Regions from separate parts of the Mus musculus genome. Here regions 1, 2 and 3 are each linked to region 4. Evidence: chromatin contacts called from public HiChIP or PLAC-seq and promoter capture Hi-C data. All regions are on one chromosome and are shown on one strand. The core of a region is the stretch at or near the end of the contact, and the rest is flanking DNA. Distances in the headings are between cores, read along the strand shown. Region 1 overlaps Gm30667 (predicted gene, 30667). Region 2 overlaps Gm30667 (predicted gene, 30667). Region 3 has its middle 42 kb from the start of 4930433B08Rik. Region 4 holds the start of Bhlhe22 (basic helix-loop-helix family, member e22).

Region 1 (3,287 bases), core at 253-2,752, 400 kb after region 4:
CTTACAATGATTTTTAGCTATTGCTGGCAAATGGAAATTATTTCATGTACCATATGGCTGCTAGTAGAGGTTAGATATTTAAAAGTTATTTTATGAGCTAGTCTTGTATATCCTTCTATGTACTAATTTCCTTCATTCAAACAGATATTAGATAGCCATTGATGTGAGTCAAAACTACATAGTCATATCCACCTGGGATTTACAGTCTAGCAGATTTGCTTGTTAGTGTTGAAGTTCTACCAAGTCAGTGTGACCTCTTACCTTTACAAGAAAGTGGAGCAGAAAAGTTCACCTGTGATGTTCACTTGAGGCCAATCTCCCTACTTTGTAATGTATATGGTTCAGTGTGGAATAGCACACATACCACAGTAGTGAGCATATGTATACATGGAAAACTCATAAGGAACTTCCTTGGGGCTCTCATTACAACTTAAGATTTCAAAGCATCTAATGAAGACTGGGAATTTTTACCTTTATGCCTTTATAGAATTGCAATAAGCCATATATGACATCCAATCTTACTGTTGCCCATCATATGAAATGTTCCAAACTTATTGAGTACCTAAAATTACCTGACTTTCTTAGTGTTTTGCTTTGTAGTATACTGTCTGTGATGGTTTAAAAATAAATGATGCTAATATGCTCAGAAAGTTGAGCAGTTAAAATGCCTGGTTGATGGCACTCTTGGGGTCATGAAAACTTTTAGGTCATAGAAACTCAATAGAGAAAATACATCACTGGGACAGGGCTATGAGACTGCAGCCTCAATTCACTCCCAGTTCATTTCCTCTGTCTTGTATTTGTGGTTGGAAATGAATTCTGTACCCCTACTTCTATCTTGCGCGCGCTCGACTGGCCAGGAAGAACGACGCTGCAACAGGATCCTTCTGCACACGTTTATTGGGAGAGCTTGATTGTAGAGGCGAAAAGACTTCGAGCCCAGAACTGGTGCTGCTTTTATAGGCCTAGGAGGGGCGTGTCTCACACCCGGATTGGTTATGCACTAAGCCTCATTTGCATGTTCCTCATCTGATTGGCTACTCTCTCTCAGTACCTTACAGAACCTCATTATCATACCTCATTTGCATGTCTCACATCTGATTGGTTATACTCTCAGTACCTTACAGAACCTCATTATCATGCCTGGGCCAGGCAGTGTCTTTGCAAAAAACTTTACTGCATATGTACACATTGGTTGTTTGTCCAATCTTATGCGTGGTGGCCAGCAGTAGTCAGTGCCACTCTGCAACGGCACATGTGGCTTCCCACACTTCTAGGCTTCCCCACCATGTCTGTCTCCCTACCTGTAACTGTAGGCCACATTAACCTCTTTCTTCTGAGTCATTTTTGGTCATAGAATTTTATCACAGCAATAAAACGTAGCTAGTGTAAAAGTTGTTTCCAGAACTGGAATTGCTGCTGTGAAAAATCCCACTGCTGTGTTGTGCTTTGGAGGAATGTAGAAGACTTTGGAACTTTGGCTAGAAAAGTAGTTGAATGCTGCAATCAAAACTTAATGAGTCATTCCCATAGGAGCCTGGAAGACAGTGTTACTGAAAGGAGTGCAGATTGTGGAGCCCTGAATCATATGGTTCCAGAAAGAACCAAGAGATTAAAAGCAGCTGGCCAGAAGTCATTCCTGGATGCTTCATTTACGAAAACTGGCTGTCATTTATATGACAGGAAATTTGAAGCTAGAGTTGGCTCTTCCTGGGTCTCTACCTCTCATAATTCTCAGTCTTTGCTTCCTCACTTCAATCCAGAGTGATCAAAGGACAGATTGTCAAAGAGGTCTTTCCTTGCTTTCTCTAGACATGCAGCTCCCTATAGATTCCAGGCTGTTTACTGTTGTTTTATAGGATAACTTTATAGAACTTAAAATGTTTGACATTATGGAGTAAACTGCTCCTGTTTCTCTCACTGGAATAGAACTCCATAGGGGCAGGAATTTTTATAGGATTCACTTTTGCCAAGAAGAGAGATTGTATTTCACAAGTATTTATTGGATGAATGTGCGTGTTCTAAATTCACAAAAGTTATTAACTTTGGTTAACAAAGGACTTGTTGTGCTTGGTATGGAAGAGCGCTAAGTAGAAATTGAAGAAATATTCTGCTTACCAATGTTGAGGTCCTGCACTTTTCTTGGTAGGCATTTTCAACACATGTTTTGAGGTCTTTTTTGAATGCAGAGTACAGACATAACTAACTGCCTGGCCTGGTGTCACACACTTTAATCTAAGCAGTTAGGAGACAGAGGCAGGAGGATCTCTGTGAGTCCAAGGCCAGCATGGTCAACATAGTGAGTTTTAGAACAACAAGGGCTATGAAGAGAGACACTGTCTCAAAAATCAACAACAAAAATAAATTTAAAAAAACAATAAACATTCAGCAAAGATTAGAATTTAAGTAAATTTCAAACAACTCTCTATAAAAGTTAATCTCAGTCATCACAATCTAAGGCAAAATTGTAACTTTTATAAATTTGAAGCCTCTGTAATGGACTTTGTATGGTATAAGGAATGGCCTGTACAGATTTATGAGTACATACCCCAATTGCACCAGCCCACCCTCTACTACCCCATGGTTTTGACACAATCTGTAGTCATGCATCATAATTGAAAGTGAGTATTTTTACGATAGAAACTGTACCTGGCAAATAAAGAAGCAGGTTTGTTCTCAGTTTAATTAAGTGAGTCTGGGCAGCCTTTTTGCAATATGGAGATTAACTGTCAGATTTATGTTAATATGATCTCAGAGAATGAAATGTCTATAAAAAGTTCCTCCCCTCACCCCTCACTTGAGCATTCACATTGTCTGGCTGCAGTTCCCTAAAGCTGGTAGTACCTTATGAAACCAGCAGCAGGTCAGTTCTGCAGAAGCAAGGCATGTAACACATTAGACTTATTAAAGACATTCAGACAAATAAGTTGAAATCATAGCTATTGTACAGAGGGAAAACTGTCACAATGGTCGACTTTGCCGCATCTCAGCAGAATCATTCAATGCCAAGCTCTCCTTTATCTGATTAACAGAGGATTACACAGCTCTTCTGAACACCCTCCCCATAATACAAAGAGCCTTTCATTCCTCTAAATACCCCCCTTTTTTGCATGTGAAAAAAGTGCCACCCATTTTTTTTTTAATTTTGTGATTTAAGAAAAAAATGTAGTTTAAATCATGAATCCTGTTGTGGGGACTGAGTTAATTAAAAACATGATGTATACATACAGCTGATCCTACTCACCCTAATGAAGAACATTAATTCTAGAGCATGTGTGGCTGTAGTC
Region 2 (2,937 bases), core at 71-2,570, 370 kb after region 4:
ATAATGAACAAAGCTTCACAAACAGAGTGGCTAGACTGTGAATATGTGTCAATGCCAGAGTTAGAGTCCAGAAGTCTAAAATTAAGATAGTGCCTGAATTGTTACCAGGATCTATCTCAGGCATTGCTTCTATCCCTGGCAGCACTTGGCTTATAGTAACATAACTCCAATTGTCATATGGCACTTTCCCTGTATACTAGTCTGATGTTACTCTCTTTAAAAAGGGAAAGTCCATTAGATTAAAAGTCTATCCAACTGATACTGTATTAATTCAATAAGACCAAGACCTTACTTTTCATCATTAAGTGGGAAGACACAAGTCTACCCATAATGCCAGCAGCAGCCTTAACTATTCAGATACGTGGTTAGAATTTTAAATTCTCATTGAGAATATAAGCCATTCTATCTTGTGAGGAACTATAGAGTATTTTCTCTGTATTAGATTTCTGCTAGAGTTGTGTTGGATTTGTTTTTTTCTGAGGGTTTTTTTTTCCCCAAGATGTGTGAAAAATGTAATTTCTTACAGTCCTACTTCCTATCAGGTAATAACAATGCATTGAGGGTAGTTTATCTAATTTTCTTAATCTGTAAAACTTCAATATGTGTTTTAAAAAAATCAGGTTGGAGAGCCTGCAGTTCTGAGAATGAGGTGTCTCTATTGAAATGTGTATTAACATACAAATTCCTCATGATTTTTAATTTGCTTTAGAAAATATTGATTCATTTCCTCCTAATTCAGTTAATTAAGCATTTGAGATTTTGTTGCTTTTTGATTGGGTTTTTGATTTGGGGTGTTTTGTTTTGTTTTGTTTTGTTTTCTCTACAAGATGGAGCAGTTAGGCATTTGGTATGTGGATTCTAGTCAGTAGAGATGACTCAAGCAACCTAGTTAGCCTTGCTTTGAGTTTGTATTTGGTTTCTAATGTTTTTTTTGTTGTTGTTTTTTTGTTTTTGTTTTATCTATTGAAAACCCAAGTATCTTTTCCCATGATAATTTATTTCACCCCACCATCCATTTTGATATGATGGCATATTCCCAGAAAAACAGTGTGTAGACACTGTGGCCAAGACTACAAGTTTTTTAACTTTGGAGAATCCTAAAATGGGTCTCTTCTAGTTTATCTAACTGTTTAGTCTGAGCTGAATACTGGACTACCTCAGTTGTGGGGATATTGGAGATCATATTCATTTTCCTTGTGGCTCTTTTCAGTGCCTGGAAGAGACTTTCTTTTGGACCACCAGACTCTAACACCTCTTCTGGAATTGATTCCAACCGATGATGAGCTACATCTGGCCTGTGAAATGAAAATAGCAAAGCCTTTGATTGAGTCCAAGTTAAGTGGATCTACATCATCTGCTCAGTCAACTTTTGCCAAGATAGATGATGCTGTGTCAGTGTTCTGCAATTTCAGAGGTGGATTTCCCCTCTTTAAAAACAAAGTCTTTCCTTTATATAAGCGGGGGATGGGGGGAGGGCACTGTATGTGAAATGCATTTGGCTCCTTTGTATATTTGGAAACAAAACCACTAAAATAACCTTAGCTGAGCTGAGCCTTTTTTCCCCTTTTGTTGGATCCTAGCCATCCTAGTTCTTATCGGGTAGCACAAGGGGCACTGGCTAAGGAAGCTTTGCAGATGTGAGTCAGTTCTGTTCATCTTACTATCTAAAGGGCTGACACAGGAAGGATGCTGTGAGACATGAGAAAGTCAGTAAATTCCAGGAACTGCCAGTGTTCCTCTCACCTAAAACTGGAAAATACTCACCCCAGAAGGAACGAAGGAACACAAATGGTCACAGTAAACATAGGAAGAAGGGTGAAAATCTTACTTTTTTTTTTTTTTTTTTTTTTTTTTACAATTTCAGCCTCTTTCCTACATATAAGAACCATAAACGTAGACTAGGAAATGGGCTAAAAGTGGATGTTTTCAAAGCTTGGGAAACCACCTCGCCATGGGAGGCTAGAGCCTACAGAGGAACCTGCAGCTGGCATCACAATGTTTAAAGAACATTACAGCTTATTGGTTCTATGTGAGAAGAGACAAGATTTCTAGTGTGTTGTTTCTTTGCTTGGTTTTCATTGATATTGTTTTTGTGATGTTGAGGAATGGATCCAAGTCCTTTTTAGTAGAGTCAAGTACCTCATCACAGAGGTCCATCTTTTGAACCAGGCTGAAGGTGTTAATATTAAATTTTCCAGTTGGCTAGACTGTCTGTCATGTCCTAGATCAGTGACTCTCAACCTTCTTAATATTATGACTCTTTAATACAGTTCCTCATATTGTGGCAATGCCCAAAATCATAAAATCATTTTGTTCCTACTTTGTAACTATAATTATGCTATTGCTATGAACTGTAATGGAGGTATCTGTGTTTTCCAATGATCTTAGGCAAGCCCTATGAAAGGGCTGTTTGACCTTTCAAAGGGGTGGGTCACAACCCACGAGTTAAAAACCACTACCTTATATTCTCTGGACTCATGATGCAATAAGGTCATAGTTACATTAATTTTCAAGTGTATTATAGTAACTATAAATCCTCCATTTCTGGAATAATCTGTGATACTTATATATCAACGACTAGTGTCAAGGTATTGCTAAGGATTTTACTTACTACGGTAAAGAATCTTACACAGCTCTTTCATAGGCTCTGTTGATGTCTTTCCTTATACATTGTCAATTAATTTTACCATTACTTGAGCCAACCTTTAGAACACTAACTGTCACAAGAACATTTAAGTCTAAATGGCTCCTCTGTGTCTCAGTTGATGATTTAACTCATGTCCCTGTCCTTAGCCCCTCACTGTACTACAAGGAATCCACAACAGATGTAGAAGATCTGAGAAGTCCGTGGGATGAGCAGCAAGATGTACCAGTTAATGAGCCACGGACTGACTTTAAACAAGCCTTAGGAATCAGAAAGAAAGCTTTAAATCATGT
Region 3 (3,291 bases), core at 478-2,977, 470 kb after region 4:
CTCTCATGCTTATCCACCAGTAAGACTAATATTGTGAAAATTGCCATCCTACCAAAAGCAATCTACTTTCTTCCTACTGACTAGTATTCATGGTAATAGAAAGTACATGTGACTAGAGGAGAAAGATGATCATTAGTATTTCCCAGCTACAAGCCACGTGGTCTATAAAAATGGCCTGCCAGTAAGATATAATTGTGCAATAGTGGCTTAAATGTATGTGAGTAACCAACCACTTATTACTGGAATTATAGTATGCTTCATGAGATAGAACCTATCTCTGGCACTGATAAAGTAGCCAAGAACCTGAGACTAGAAAGGTTATGGTATAGGGGAGGCAGGGATGGGAAACAAACCTAATACTATTGTTTTAAAGAACTGAGAGAACATAGCAATAAAATTACTACTCATAGCCAGGCGTGGTGGCGCATGCCTTTAATCCCAGCACTTGGAAGGCAGAGGCAGGTGGATTTCTGAGTTCAAGGCCAGCCTGGTCTACAGAGTTCCAGGATAGCCAGTGCTACACAGAGAAACCCTGTCTCGAAAAACCAAAAAAAAAAGAAAAAAATTTACTACCCTTTTACATGTGTAGCCATAGATCAATGCCTTGTTCAGCCCTCAACAAAGAACCTTCTTGTAGTAATTGGGAACTATTTTGTCAAACCCTTCCCCTCATACATCAGGGAACTTATGCAGAGCAAGCAGAAAGATGGTAAGACCCAGAGGTGATGATTGACTCTAAGGAAAGTGTATCTTCCAAATACTGTAGGACTGATGCACATAAAAGTCACAGAGTCAGTGGCAGAATACACCAGACCTGGATAAGTCAAGCCAGATCAGCTCCCAGTGTGGAGACGGGGAAGGGAACAAATGTTTAAGACATAGTATGAAAAGTGTGGAGACGGGGAAGGGAACAAATGTTTAAGACATAGTATGAAAAGTGATCCCCAGGTAGAGCAGTCTCTGGATGGTCATTCCTTCAGTCTCTGCTCTATTTAACTCCTTCCATGTTACAGGAAATTTTCATAAGTGGCACACAAGTATCCTTTACTGTAAAAGAATAAAATTGACTTTTAAAATCTTTTATGTGAATTTGTGCACACATCCATCTATTCAAGTTTTAATTTTAATATATACTTAGGTTTCAAATAACAATGATAATACTAAACATTCTGAGGCCCTAAAGCATTAAACTATGTAAACAGAATTATTTAATCCTGTTTTTACCTAAACCTACTACAGTTGAGCCCATTATGTGCCCTGTGATGCCATTCACAAGACTTTTCTTGATGAACTACTTCATAGGGAGATGTATGTATATATGTATGTATGTATGTATGTATGTATGTATGTACTTACTTATTTAGGTCTATTCTACCAAACATCTGTTACAGAAAATATCTTTCTGAAGGCTGATCTTAGTGGGAAAAGGAAGAGTCACAGATGTCTCAATTATATTTATACTCTTTACTTCCAAACAACCACGGCATAAAGCTAGATTTGTTATCCATTCTCCATTCAACCCTTTAGGGGTTGAAGATTTACATTAGCCATTTCACCTCTGAGTCACCTTCCCCCTCTTTGATGTAATGCAACAGAATGAGGGCTCGCATTTAATTAAACAGGAATCTGGATCCAGCTGTGGGCCATGCAATCAGTCTTTGTGTGAGCAAAGGGGGTGGAATGCCTGGCCCATAGATCATTCTTGCATGGAAATCTGCTTTGACTACAAGCCATCCACAGGCCACTGAAAATGAATTCCCCTATATGAATGACTCCGGGTCTGCAGCTGCACCCCTGTCCCCAACTCACCTCAGGGAAAGAACCAAGATGGCTGAAAGGGCTTGATTTGTTATCTTCCTGTAAGTGTCTTTTAATCAAAGGACGTCTGCCCTGCCTGTTGATACACCAACGTTTCCTTGTTGGTTACTCGCAGCTCCATAGACGAGGCTTGCTGTTAGTGCTCTTTTTGCACATGCATCTTTCCAGATGGCATCATTCAGCTATTTGATACATTCCGCTCAGATTCTATAAAGACAGCTTTTTCAAATGCAGATTCTTCCTGCAATATGATGGTCTTTCAAAAGATATCTTTCTGGTCTTTCTGATTTGTAGGTGGGTTCACTCACAAAACTCATCTTCTTGAAGGGAAGGCTATGAAAGCCATTTGTTAGAGAGACAGGCCAGCTATAGTCAGTGAAGAGTCAAGATGTGTGTGTTTTGCTTAGACTGAGGAAAGTGGGAAGAGATTCATTAATTGGGGGCCATTTGCTAACAAGAAAGAGTAAATAAAGCCCTTGGGGCCTACCCAGAAAAAGGTGCTCAGGTTTGAGTCTAAAATGACTCCCAACTCTCCTGATTTGAATGCTTATTTCTCAGCTGGTGGTGTGCTTGGAAACTTTTAAGAGATCAGGCCTTGCTGGTATAAAGAAGGTTACAGAAGTAAACTTGTCAAGACGATATTCACCCCTTGTTCAGTCTAACGCTCCTTGTTCACTGATCTGTGGTAATACGATTCACCTCATTCATAGGCTGCTGTTACCAAAAGCTCCACAGGCCATTCCAGACTCTCTGGGCTAAGACCCCCTGAAACAATGAGCCAAAGTAAGGTTTCCACAAGTTCTTTCTGTCACATGACAGAAAGCTGACAAAACAAAGCTACATAGCTCACTTATTATATACAGCTAAGAAGAAGATGGAATGAATCTATAAATGTCCTGAATGGCAGAAACAGAGCGTTGTCTTGCCAGAAAGGATTGGGGCAGATAGGGATGCCATCTAAAGTAAGAACAAAGTTTCAAAATTTCTCTGCCATATTTCTCTATATAATTCAGCAAGCCAAGTAACAAATTCCTGTTAACATGGAATTTTTGCAACTTGAAGCACTGTAACTACAGATAAGCATACTCTCTACAATAATAAATAACTTGATTAAATGTCGATTTGCCTCAAATTCTTCTGATTGCTGAAACTCACCTGTAGAAGCTAATGGAAACCTCAAAGCTTGTGCTGCTATACCTGAGACTAGTGGGAAAAAGATCAGTTCCACAATTATCCTATTAAAGCAAGCTTTATTTAATACTGGCCAGGAAGTTGGACACTGGCCAGGTCCATGCCTAGGAATGCCAGAGAATGGCTTTGAGCTTTATAGGCACGTGCCTATAAAGGCAACATCTCACATTTAAATATTTTCTACCTTTATTCAGTGGGGAAAGAGGGACAAGCATCCATCCTGACATACTTCCTGCCTACACATCTCCTGCCTATATGTGATCAAACACATGCAGTTGGGGC
Region 4 (2,949 bases), core at 133-2,632:
TGTTCTGATATTACCATTCAAAAACAGGTTCTGAGATGAACCTCATTTGTGAATCTATTACAGAGATTAATAGATTATTTCTCCCTTTTCAACTAATTCTCAGTGGGGAAATTTAACCATATGGTAAGGAGAGAATTAGAATTTCATCACATTAGAGCAAAATATAATGAAAAGAGTCCAACACCTGGGGCCAACTCTGAAAGCCACAATTAAAAGGTTTTTTAATGAAACCAGAGAAACCCCAAACTGCACAGCCTTCAGTAATTCTGCCAGATAAGAGGGAATACGGTTTTTACTTATAAGGATGAAAACTAGCCACTAAATATCGTGTGCTTCGAGAAACTGGACTCAGAAGCACGAGGACCACGTGTACTATCTCCATCCAGACAGCTCTTGTTTCCACAATTCTGCCCTGAACTAACCCTGCAGGAACAGCCCAGACGGATCCAGATGTCCCCAAACGTCTTCAGAGCAGCTAAATGCACGAATGCCCCCACTTGGTGTGTGAGAAGATTCCACTCTGAATGTTCCCTCTTGCGAAGCAACTGGATTTAATCTTGAGGAAAGTTTGAGACTAGTTTTTCTTTTCTTTCTGTCCACGAAGCAGTGAGCTTCTCTCACCACCAACTTAACAGCGTGGGGGACTCGGCAAAGGCCTCCCCCACTCCGCCCCCTCCGAGTTTTAAATCAAACGGGCTATGTAAGCAACTTGGTCATCATTTTGTTGCTTTCTTTAATTGTTTGATTTTTTTTCCATCTATATAGGAAATGGACAGTGGAGGGCTGTGGGAAAAGTGGTGCGGAGAAAATCTGGGTTGGCTCTTGCATTGCTGACATACTAGCTGAAAATCTAGGGTAAATTCGAGACAAGCCAGCAGGGACCTCACCCCTACCCCCAGCCCCCAGGTTCCATCTATAAATGCAGACATGCTATTAACAGGGAGATATAGAATTCTCTCCTATGAGGGTAACTAAGCAAGCTGAGACAGTAGTGGCCCAGTGAAGGGTAGTGTGTGGGGGGTGCTCAGTGGGGGCGGGGGCTTTCCACTGGACTCCCAGTCTTTACCGCGGATATACAATTTGCTGAAGGAGCAAAGAACATCCTCGGCTCTAAGTAGGGCTTTTAGTGTGCTCATTGATGAGTGAAAGTCGCCACACATGTCAAGCTAAAGGCAGTTGTTGGGTTACTAACAGGACCCAGCGCCTTGCAAACATATGCGCTAAGCTGTGTATACAGATGGCAGGCAGAATAATGGAGCAGGCGCCTTTTATAAAGCTCTGGCTGCTGCCTGTCTTCAGACCTGGGAAATGAAACTATTCAGACTCGCGGCCAGATAGCGCTTGCGATTGTTTGTTACCGTTTTAATCCTATTAATTAAAACGTTAACCTGATTGGGTAGAAAGCGCTGTCCCAACAGGCGAGTCTTCTTCATAATAACCTACTCAGAGATAATGATGTAAAAGACTCCCCCGTCTGTGGCGGCGGCTGGTTGATGGGTCCGGAAATCTCTTGAAGGTGAATCCAAGCAAGATAAACGGTGCGTAGAGCAGGCGCGGGATTGGACTCAGAGGCGGTAGCGGCGGCAGCCCCGCTCCCTCCGAGACCAGCCTCCCACCATGAGGGGCCGCGGCCCATGGTGAGCCTTAGCAGCCAGCACCGTCGGCTGGAGACGAAGAAGAAGAAGAAGAGGAGGCGGCGAGCGCGGGGGAAGGCGAAAAAGAAAAAGAAGGGGACAGGGCTGCGGGCAGCGTGGGGACCGACGCACGCAGCAGCTCCGGAACCCCGCCGGCGCGCGTCTGTGCGGCCGCCTGACTCTCCAGCCCAGGTGGCGGCTGGCCCGGACGATGGAACGCGGGTTGCACCTCGGTGCGGCGGCCGCGAGCGAAGACGACCTCTTCCTGCACAAGAGCCTGGGCACCTCCGCCGCCAAGCGCCTGGAGGCGGCTTTTCGCTCCACACCCCCGGGCATGGACCTGTCCCTGGCGCCTCCAACTCGCGAACGCCCGGCGTCGTCCTCGTCGCCCCTCGGCTGTTTCGAGCCCGCTGATCCCGAAGGGGCTGGGCTGCTGCTGCCTCCGCCCGGAGGAGGCGGTGGCGCGAGCGGCGGCGGCGGCGGGGTGAGTGTCCCGGGGCTGCTCGTGGGCTCAGCGGGCGTGGGGGGCGAGCCGAGCCTGAGCAGCCTGCCGGCGGGGGCTGCCCTGTGCCTCAAGTACGGCGAGAGCGCCGGACGCGGCTCCGTGGCCGAGAGCAGCGGGGGCGAGCAGAGCCCCGACGACGACAGCGACGGCCGCTGCGAGCTGGTGCTGCGAGCCGGGGGCCCCGACCCGCGGGCATCGCCGGGAGCGGGGGGCGGCAGCGCCAAGGTGGCCGAGGGCTGCTCCAACGCCCACTTGCATGGTGGCTCGGGCCTCCCCCCGGGGGGCCCCACAAGTGGCGGCGGAAGCGGCGGCGGTGGCGGCGGCAGCAGCAAGAAATCCAAAGAGCAGAAGGCGTTGCGCCTCAACATCAACGCTCGCGAGCGCCGGAGGATGCACGACCTGAACGACGCTCTGGATGAGCTGCGCGCGGTCATTCCTTACGCGCACAGCCCTTCAGTGCGGAAGCTCTCCAAAATCGCCACGCTGCTCCTCGCCAAGAACTACATCCTCATGCAGGCACAGGCCCTGGAGGAAATGCGGCGCTTAGTCGCCTACCTCAACCAAGGCCAGGCCATCTCGGCAGCCTCTCTTCCCAGCTCCGCGGCCGCGGCTGCGGCGGCCGCTGCCCTGCACCCGGCGCTCGGCGCCTACGAGCAGGCGGCCGGCTACCCGTTCAGTGCAGGGCTGCCGCCCGCTGCCTCCTGCCCCGAGAAGTGTGCCCTATTCAACAGCGTCTCGTCCAGCCTCTGCAAACAGTGCACGGAGAAGCCTTAAACACTCCCTTCTTCGAAAACCTCGAGACCGACCCCA

The links. Promoter capture Hi-C pulls out the DNA fragments that hold promoters and counts their contacts. HiChIP or PLAC-seq counts read pairs in DNA pulled down with a chosen protein or histone mark.
Region 1: a contact with region 4 is called in a promoter capture Hi-C map of liver, with 4 times the contacts expected there. The contact joins the enhancer-like site here to the promoter of Bhlhe22 in region 4. A contact is called at or near these places in 8 of 39 promoter capture datasets (the 3T3-L1 cell line, 3T3-L1-derived adipocytes, the C10 cell line and 3 more), 5 of 484 Hi-C or Micro-C datasets (cortical neurons, embryonic somatosensory cortex, liver and 2 more), 4 of 115 datasets of contacts at active chromatin or transcription factors (astrocytes, embryonic forebrain, embryonic midbrain and 1 more) and 1 of 9 other capture datasets (liver).
Region 2: a contact with region 4 is called in a promoter capture Hi-C map of hippocampal neurons, with 6 times the contacts expected there. The contact joins the enhancer-like site here to the promoter of Bhlhe22 in region 4. A contact is called at or near these places in 9 of 39 promoter capture datasets (the 3T3-L1 cell line, cranial neural crest, embryonic stem cells and 4 more) and 3 of 115 datasets of contacts at active chromatin or transcription factors (astrocytes, bone marrow-derived macrophages and embryonic forebrain).
Region 3: a contact with region 4 is called in an H3K27ac HiChIP or PLAC-seq map of embryonic stem cells, with 7 times the contacts expected there. The contact joins the enhancer-like site here to the promoter of Bhlhe22 in region 4. A contact is called at or near these places in 9 of 39 promoter capture datasets (the 3T3-L1 cell line, 3T3-L1-derived adipocytes, embryonic stem cells and 3 more), 1 of 484 Hi-C or Micro-C datasets (liver), 4 of 115 datasets of contacts at active chromatin or transcription factors (astrocytes, embryonic forebrain and embryonic stem cells) and 1 of 9 other capture datasets (embryonic stem cells).

The regions. Positions count from the first base shown.
Region 1 is chr3:18,450,854-18,454,140 of GRCm38.p6, forward strand. It overlaps Gm30667 (predicted gene, 30667), which reads right to left. Exons shown (of 6, transcript NR_166207.1): 2 at 3,245-3,287. Among named protein-coding and RNA genes, the nearest start is that of Gm30667, 8.8 kb to the right of the region's middle. Within about 2 kb of position 1,503, at least 35 of the 459 cell types and tissues checked have an H3K27ac peak or open chromatin away from gene starts, as enhancers often do. A contact at or near this core is called in cortical neurons and liver, where this site is marked.
Region 2 is chr3:18,420,766-18,423,702 of GRCm38.p6, forward strand. The region is part of intron 2 of Gm30667 (predicted gene, 30667); the gene reads right to left. Among named protein-coding and RNA genes, the nearest start is that of Gm30667, 39 kb to the right of the region's middle. Within about 2 kb of position 1,321, at least 8 of the 459 cell types and tissues checked have an H3K27ac peak or open chromatin away from gene starts, as enhancers often do. A contact at or near this core is called in hippocampal neurons, where this site is marked.
Region 3 is chr3:18,521,109-18,524,399 of GRCm38.p6, forward strand. It overlaps the pseudogene Gm6369. Among named protein-coding and RNA genes, the nearest start is that of 4930433B08Rik, 42 kb to the left of the region's middle. Within about 2 kb of position 1,728, at least 6 of the 459 cell types and tissues checked have an H3K27ac peak or open chromatin away from gene starts, as enhancers often do. A contact at or near this core is called in embryonic stem cells, where this site is marked.
Region 4 is chr3:18,052,943-18,055,891 of GRCm38.p6, forward strand. It overlaps Bhlhe22 (basic helix-loop-helix family, member e22), which reads left to right and starts at 1,383. Exons shown (of 1, transcript NM_021560.4): 1 at 1,383-2,949. The coding sequence starts at 1,846. The coding sequence ends at 2,913.